2 separate regions of the Sus scrofa genome follow, and region 2 is linked to region 1. Evidence: chromatin contacts called from public Hi-C data. All regions are on one chromosome and are shown on one strand. Each heading gives the region's core, a stretch centred on a gene start, on an enhancer-like site or on the middle of the called end of the contact. The rest is flanking DNA. Distances are from core to core; before and after follow the strand shown.

Region 1 (4,472 bases), core at 311-2,810:
GATGTGACCGTGTTTGGGTTTGAAGACCTCTGCTTGCTTGCATGCAGCTTGGCCCAGCCCACCCCCCACCCCCGGCGGCCTCCCCCAAGCCCAGCATGGATTCAGGGCCCAGAGCAGAGCAGGCTCTGTGCCTTGAGGGTGAGATTCTGGAAGTCAGCTGAAGGCACTGCTGTTGGAGAGCTGTTGCAAAGGGCTCAAGTGTGGGCTCAGTGCTGAAAAGTGTATTTGCAAGGTGTTTACTGGCTGCCTGTTCCTCCAGATGCACGAGGATCTGCTGCTGCTCCATCTCCTTCTGAGAAAAAAATGATGGGGCGGGGTTGGGGGCAGGTCAGGGGGCAGGGGCTCTACTACTTCTCTGAGCCCGAGTTGGTGACAGCAGTCTTGTCTTATAATAACAGAACAAGAAGTGCTTTTCCACCTACTCGAGTTATTTCATTTGAATCAGCCCTTCCCTATAGGAAAGAACCTGTCGGAATTCCGTTCTTCCACCTCTGAAGGAGGTTCCCAAATTCCCGTATATCCTGGGTCCTAAGTCTTACACTGAGGCAGAGAGACCAGGTCTGTGAGCATCTTTTCTCCTGGGTGAATATTTTATGATTCTGAGGGGGCCAAAGTGACCTGCCCCAAAGAAGCACTGAGACTGCGTGCCAGCTCTCAACTGAGAAAGGGCCGTGGAAATCCACTAGTATGCAGGCCACTGGCTTTGACCCTGAGGTCAGTTTGGGGTCATTCTTGAATGCTGGGGTTTCTTGGAGAAATCTTGCTTTTCTTGGTCAATGTAAGCTCACAGCTACCATTAACTTTGTTCTTTCTTTCTTTCTTTTTTTTAAATTAAGGTGAAATTCCCATCACATAAAATTAGCCATTAACCATGTCAAAGTGTGGAATTCAGAGGCATTTAGTCCATTCACAATGTTGTGCAACCACCATCTCTCTCTAATTCTGGAACATTCTCATCACCCCAAAAGGAAGCCCTGTACCCATTAATCAGTCACTTCCCCAGCCCCTTGCCCCCCTGAAGACCACTATTACATGACTCTTAGCTTTTGCATCTTAATACAGTGAGTGTTAGAAACAATTTCTTGCAGTCCTTTTGTTTTACTTGAAAAAAATGTATCAAATACATTCTGTGCCAGGCACTGCGCTGAAGCCATAATATACTTCACTCATTTAATCCTGGAAGCAACACGATAAAAGTTACTCTCTTCCTTCCTACTTTACAGGGGAAGAGAAAGAGGCAGAGGGTAGTCTAGTGACATGGTGACAGTCACACAGCTTGAGGGGGCAGAGGCAGGGCAGAAGCGCGCTTGCTCTTACAGGCTTGAATCTCTGTGTTCTGTCCTGATGCTGTGCCAACCCCTACTCCGGGGGGCCCTGCCTCTTCCTGCGGCCACAGAACTACCTTCCTTTCCACTGACCACAGGAGCCGTTCAATTCTTGGCCTCCTTCTGATATCGTTCTGAGGCTTTGCGAGCTCTGGGCAACGGAAGAAAGATCCAGTGTTAACATCTGTGTGGTAATTTTCCATGACTATCTCAGATGGCCGAAGACATGACTGCTATTTTCTGGATCACGACATCTTTCAGGCTTCAGACTGACCCCTCTGGACAAACAGGGCTTAGGTAAGAGTCCAAACGCTTCACAACATTCTTTTGGAAGTTGAGCAAAGCTGGAAATTTTGTCAGTGAGAAACAACCCAAGTTCATGGCCAAACAGTAATGTGTTTGTTTAACCTTGGGGGGGGTATTTTTTTTAGTTATAAAGCTTGATGTCATTGTAACCCTTCCCCTGGCTGAAAAGGCCACACAAAACCTGGTGGGACCCCGGGCTGAAAATGTGAAAACATTCTGTGTGGGTGTGTGTCAATACACATCTCTTTAGTGTATTTTAATTTTACTGTAAATGTAGACACATGGGTCATGTGAATACATAGGCCTCATTCCTTTCAAATTTCATTGTGACAGGAGCTACTGTTTGTAGCTATTTCTCCGACATTAACAGTTTTCTTCTGGTAAAACAAAGGCAGCTTTGAAGACAATGTATAGAATCAGAGAAGCATCACCGTTGTGGGAGGGTTCGGATTGTGTCTGGTGGTTGTTTAGGAAGGATTCGGGGAGGGAGCATTTGGGCTGCATCCTGTCGTGTGGGGAGCTGGGGTCCCTGCGCGCTCGTGGACCCCACCCCTACCGGAGGCCCCCGGGGTGATAAAGGTGTCAGATGCGTTGGGCTCACGGGATGTGAATAATCCCGGAGCCCCTTGCATGTCGTACCTCCTGTGATCCTCACCACACGCCCATGGAGGGGGTGCTGTTATCACCCCCATCTTACAGAGGAGGAGACTGAGGCCCAGGGTGCCCAGGCCCACTGCCAGCACTTGGAACAAAGCTCTCCATCAGCTTCCTTCTGCTTCGATAAAACCAAGGAAATGAAGTCAGACTTTGCTGCTGGATCTTCTGTTCAGTCTCCACGGGCAGAGCTGGGAGGGTCCTAGGGGCTTCCATCCAGCCCTGGTACCTGTCGCCCAGGGTGGCCCCGGAGCCTTTGGAGGGCCTAGGCGGTCTGGCCCCAGAGACACAGGGCTTGGAGGAGCCTGTACAAACATTATCTTCTCTATGCGGTTGGTTTTCACCTTATGGAGAAATAGATGCTTTCCATCCTATCTGGCCTTCTCTTCTCCCGCTGTGATGACAAGCATGGACGTTGAATTCTATACTATCTCAAAGAAATGGAGCCTTGTACGTCCTCAGAGCACATGCGGTTTTAGTACAACGTGATGCGTGGCCTTTAAAGGAGAGCCTCAGGGTCAAGAGGTGGGCAGACGCATGGCTTGGGGTCCTCAGGGGTGAGGACCAGCGCTGGCCAGGAAAGTTCTCATCCTCACGTCTGCTGCCATTTTCAGCCCTGTGAGCTGGCCTTCTGCTCACGTCAGGGGTCTGCCACAAGAGGGTAAAGGAGAAGACATACAGAGGAGAAAGGCCAGTGAGAGAAACAGCCCAGGATTCCAGTGCCTCGCTTATGGCCAGTAGGACAGAAATGCAGCCCAGTTAAGTATAAAAGGCTTGGGTCTGCTCTGGGTGAGACCAAGATAACAAACAGGTTTAGCCTGATGTCACAGGTCTAACCCTAACCCAAACCCGAACCTGAACCCTAAGACGAACCGTAACCCGAACCTGAACCGTAAGTGGAACCATCACCCTGACCAAAGCCCTGGACGATGGGTGTATGGAAAACTTGGATGAAAAGGATTTTAAGGCTGGGGCGCCAGTGGACAAGCACAGGACGGGGCGGCCTGGGACGTTGGTGGTGAGTTGGCAAGAGCTAGAAAAGAGGCAGCGTGCACCTTGCACGAGTGACCAGGTGATGGACGAGAGGACTTATTAGTTCCTACTGAAAGTGCACCCGAGACCTTTCACAGATGTTAACCTGTAATTCTTCTAACCACCCTATGAGATATTTGTCATTGGGTTCTTTTCCAGATGAGGTCATTGAGAACTTTCAAAAAGCTGAAGGAACTGGTCCAAAGTTTCAGGGCGGTTCGGTGGCAGAGCCCGAGTTTGACCTCACGTCTGTCTCTCTCCACCACACCCTGTTGGCGGCCTTTGGAAATCAGCTGCCTTTTCTGTTGAAAAGTTGCTCATGTTCCCGACAGTCTTTAGTTCCGGTGCTGACCTAGGGCATTTTCTGATCAGCAGATGCTCATTTTAGTCTGGACATAGAGAAAATCTCCAGTAGAAATCCAAACTGGGGGATAATAGAGGAACTGGACATTCTGCCTTTTCTCTGACAGTATTTTGTCACCCTTCAGAGTGACAAACTGGGAAAAGATGTTCGGCTCATTGAGAAGCGGAAAACACCTTACTTTTACCTGGAATATCCAGGGCCCCATCTTTATACATTTGTTTCAATAAAGCCTGAATTACTGGGGCAGTTGGCTTCTGGTTCATTATCCCCCATGTCATGTTCAAGCATGGTCCAGGGAAAATGAGAGAATCTCATCCTTTTGCTTCTTATCTCCATTCCCCACAGTGGAAAAAGGAAAGAAAAGAAAAGAAAAGGCTGGTTTTGGTCCTGGCTGGTAACTGAACTGTCCAAATCTGCACTGAACTTGGCTGACGGTGGTTCCAGCTTTATTCATGAATAATCAACAGTCACATCTGGATTCACATATTTACCTAAATGTAGACAAACCCAAATTATCTTGGATCTGCCTGATGTATTTCTATCCGATGCTGTATTTTTTTTCCCTAAATATCTCCCCCCACCATCTCACGCCTCCACATTTCTCTTTTCTCCAAAGACTTAACAACAAAAATATGTGCCTCCTTTCCCCCTAACGTTCTCCACCCAAGTAACGAGTGTAAGGGGAGAAATATACCCTCTTTTCCTCTAAAGTGATTTAATGCAAATTCTCACATACACGTGACAAGCAAAATATCAGAACATCTTAAAACAGTGAGACCTTCAGCGAGAGC
Region 2 (4,308 bases), core at 95-2,594, 310 kb after region 1:
CAGCAACGTGGGGTACGAGCCACATCTGTGACCTACACTACAACTCATGGCAACACCATATCCCAAACCAACTGAATGAGGCCAGGATTGAACCTGTGTCCTCATAGACACTAGTCGGACTCATTGCTGCTGCACCACAACAGGAACTCCCAAGCGTCTTCTAACTCTGCCAAGCAAACCTCAGCTCTCACTCCCATCCTACCCTCTTAGTTGCGAGACAAGCCTGGAAGAAGGAGGCCCATATGAAGTGAGATATGTGGTATTATTAGGTGTGGTATTATTCTCTCCGCTAGGTCAAACGAGAAAATGTGAGCTCTACATACATACATTGGGGCTCCACTCTATACATTGGAGTTCATGTATTTGTATGAGCAAATGAACGCATCTCTCTCACAATTCACAGTGTGGTGTATATGGAATATTAGATATATGTTGGATGTTTTGGGGGTTTTCTATCTTGATCAAGATCCATGTACACAAGTTATTCGTATATCTGACTCACATTTCACACTCTCTCTCACACGCACACTCACACACACTCCTGCTGTTCTCCCCTCTCAGGAATGTTTGCTCAGAGGCTGGCCCTTGCCTCCTGCTGGGCCTCAGGGTGGGCCGTCACACAGGTGTGAGTGTAGGTGGAAATTTATGTGCTAAACAAGTGAGAAAATAACAAAATGAACAGAAAAAAACCCCACAAAACCTACTATGTCTGATCTTGGTTCCAAAAAAAATAAAAAATAGACAGAAGAGGGAAGAAGTGAGACTATAAGGTGGGTTAAGGGATGGGCTGGGAGAAGGAAAGGGATTGAGGAAAGAAGAGAAAAGGAATAACGTTTTCCTTTTAGTACAAATGGGTCTAGTGGTGTGGTGCTCATGAACCCATGATGAATCACCCACAGAAGCAGACATGAGATGCGTCTCAGGAAGGTGTTAGAAGTCTGGTTTTGCAGTTGATGTTGTCAAATTGTTGATGGCTTTGCTCAAACCAGGTCCAAAGACTGTAACCACAGACCCCGCTTGTGTGCCTATATAGCCTGAGCTGCTCTGAACTGCATGACTTAGAGTGCAGGAGCAATTCTTTCAGTTTTCATTGTCCCATTTCTGTGAGGCACACAGTTGAAATTCCCACTTACTTTTTGCTTCTCAGCTACCATGCTGGGCTTTCCTGAGCGCCTCAGCAATCAGCCTTATTTACAGAAAAGGCAGGGATAGACATAGAAACACTGCTTTCTTAAGGTTTTCCTCAAACTCTCAATGTGTCTCCTTCCTGCAAAATTTCAGCCACAATCTGTAATCAATTAGCTAACTAGCTCCCCCTTTTGAAACTTCTCTTTCCAATACAAACTGCAAAATCCAGTTATGAGATGCACATGCAGCTCAGAGATGATCGAACCCCAGACTGATCTTTGTTTATGGCCATCCTTGGATCAGAAATAAATGCAGATGGATGTGTTAAATCTGTCCTCCTGTAAAATCTGCACCTTCGCCGTAATTTCAGTTAGGCTTACAGCTTTCAAGTCATCTTTTTCACTTGAGAGTAATCAGACACAGCCTATAAAGGAGAGGATGAGGGACACTTACTGTGGTGTTAGCTGAAAGTCACGACTGCCTAAAGGAGTTTGGTAGGAAAATGCTGAAATTTGACATCAAGAAATAAGAGTTGTGTTATTGTCAGAAATTGAGACTCTTATGAAAATGCCATGGCACCTGTTTTATTTTGTATTGTCATTTGAGTTTTCTTTTGATCCAGACATTTTCTCCCTTCGTCTTACACTGAAAACAAGAAAAGTTTTGACCATCTCTGCAACTCAAACAATGAATCTATTATGTGGTATATTATAAACATTTCAGAGCAAGTAATGCAGACATTGTGTGGTGTACCTATTTCAGGTAAGAGTAACAGTGGAGGGAGAAACCAAAAAATAATTCATGTTGACATACTAAGACAAGGCTTGTATTTCTAATTCACCTGTTCCCAAGCATGGCTACACATGAGAATCCTGTGAATAATTCACTTGTTATTGATGCCTGGGTCTTACCCTCCAGAAATTCTGATTTTCTTGGTCTGGGGTGTGACCTGGGTGAGTTTGGGGTTGATGGAGGTAAATTATTACATTTAGAATGTGCAAGCAATGAGGTCCTACTGCACAGCACAGAGAACTAGATCTGGTCTCTTGGAATAAAACATGATGGAAGCTATTATAAGAAAGGGATTGTATGTATAGGTATAACTAGGTCATTTTGCTGTGCAGCAGAAATTGGCACAACACTGTAAATCCATTATACTCCAATACATAATTTTTTAAAAAAGATTGTCTCTCTAGGTTTCAAAGAGGCAGCCACAGGCCAAGGTCGAGAATCCTCTTTAAGTGATTGTAACACCCACACTCTTCTTTTTCGCCAACTTTGCTGAGGAATAATTGGCGAACGTGGTTGTATACATGAACTTCTGACAACAAAGGCAACCGCTCAGGTTCTCCTCATTTATTCTGGTCCTGTTTTTGTTTCAATGTTTTTTCTTAGACTCCAGAATTTTGTCTCCATTGGTGACTGTTTTGAGGGCCAGCACTTGGCCATGTCAGTTTTCTGACCCTGTTACAAGAGCTTCCTCAAAAGCATGCTACAGTTTCATGGGCTTAACCATCAGAAATGCATATTCCCTCAGAGTTCTGGAGGCTGGAAATCAGAAATCAAGTGTCAGCAGGCTTGGTTCTTCTGAGGCCTCTCTCCCAAGCTTGTGGATAGCTGCCTTCTCCATGTCCTCAAAACTTCATCATCCCTCTGCCTGTGTCTGTGTCCTGCCCTCCTCCTGTAAGAACGCCAGTCGTATAGGATGCAGGCCCATCTTAATAACCTCATTCGGCCTCAATTACCTCTTTTTTTTGTTAAGGGCCACCTGTGTGGCATATGGAAGTTCCCATGCTAGGGGTCCAACTGGAGCTGCAGCCGAGGCCTACACTATAGCCACGGCAATGCAGGATCCGAGCCGCTGCATCTGTGACCTATACTACAGCTCACAGAAATGCCAGATCCTTTATCCCACTGAGCAAGGCCAAGTATCAACCTGCATCCTCATGGATACTGGTTGGGTCCTTAACCCACTGAACTGAGCCACAATGGGAACTCCCTGACCTTAATTACTTCTTTAAAGGCAATGTCTCCAAATACACTCATATTCTAGGTATTAGGGTTGAGACTTCAACTTACTAATTTTGAGGGGACACAATTCAAGTCTTAACAGCCAAAAAAAGCTTTTCACTGGCAATAGACATGGATGTTATAGCTCTCCAATAACTATGACTGGGAGAAATGTCAGAGAAGTCAGAATGCAGAAACTTCATGCATAGTCTTCCTGAGCTCATTTCATCAGCCACTGTAGCAGCCACTGGGACTTTGGCTCTACCAACAAGGAGAACTGGCCTGCACAATGGACTGCGAGACCCACTTTCAACCCAAAGGGCCATTCACAGGGCCTGATCCTTTCCCCAGGGGCCTGGAAAGTGGGATGGGTAATTAAACGTTGGCCCTGCCATACAGAGGAGGCCACTTAGACGAAAAGTATCTTAAGAATTATGATAGTAACTATTTTTTTCAGGGAAAATTCCCAATTTAAATTCTTCCAGGTAGTTAAGGGAGAGGCAGTAGTTTCTTCTGAGCCCACAGGGTCTTGATTGCTTTTAGTTCAATGTAAGCCACATGCTCTAGTGGCACACCTTGGGGAGGCCTGTTTGGAACCCTGCAGTATCAAGAAGCAATAATAAAATGAAGCAAAGCTTTGACTCCCTAAGAACATGGGCCATATACCTGTCAGCTGCTGACACTGTGTAGCTACACATTGAAATTCTGGTGAGAGGAATTGAATCAGACTTAATGTAATTAAACTGACCATTTTCTTTCAAGGCTATAGATGGGACCCGAGGCTATTTACCTTTGCAGATGAGCAAGATCTGGAGACAAGGATTGATCTAAGGTCAGACCCGTGGTGTAGGTCAGATCCAGGATTAGCTCTACATTAATTAACACCTACATTAATTCATACATTAATATTAATAATATTAATATACTTGCCTCAAGATTCATGACCACTTTGCAGGAAGATGTCAGAAAAGGACACTCTTTTCCTGTCTTCCTTGTAGCATCTCTCCAAATAGCGTATAACTTTTAAAAATGAGCAGCGGTATGGATGTTCATTAGAAATTTAAAAACAGCCATTATGTTCAAAATACAGAGTTTCTTCAATGAGACCATGTGGCTTGCAGGCCATGGGGAGAAGGTGGCCCATAATAAAAGAGCTGGATTGAGTTTGCT

The links. Hi-C and Micro-C count contacts between places; a contact is called where the count stands out from the background.
Region 2: a Hi-C map of liver shows a contact between it and region 1, with 2.5 times the contacts expected there. The contact joins two enhancer-like sites. A contact is called at or near these places in 2 of 47 Hi-C or Micro-C datasets (liver and skeletal muscle).

Annotation. Positions count from the first base shown.
Region 1 is chr3:127,947,566-127,952,037 of Sscrofa11.1, forward strand. No RefSeq gene overlaps it. Among named protein-coding and RNA genes, the nearest start is that of ID2, 450 kb to the left of the region's middle. Within about 2 kb of position 1,561, at least 6 of the 83 cell types and tissues checked have an H3K27ac peak or open chromatin away from gene starts, as enhancers often do. A contact at or near this core is called in liver, where this site is marked.
Region 2 is chr3:128,255,052-128,259,359 of Sscrofa11.1, forward strand. No RefSeq gene overlaps it. Among named protein-coding and RNA genes, the nearest start is that of RNF144A, 610 kb to the right of the region's middle. Within about 2 kb of position 1,345, at least 3 of the 83 cell types and tissues checked have an H3K27ac peak or open chromatin away from gene starts, as enhancers often do. A contact at or near this core is called in liver, where this site is marked.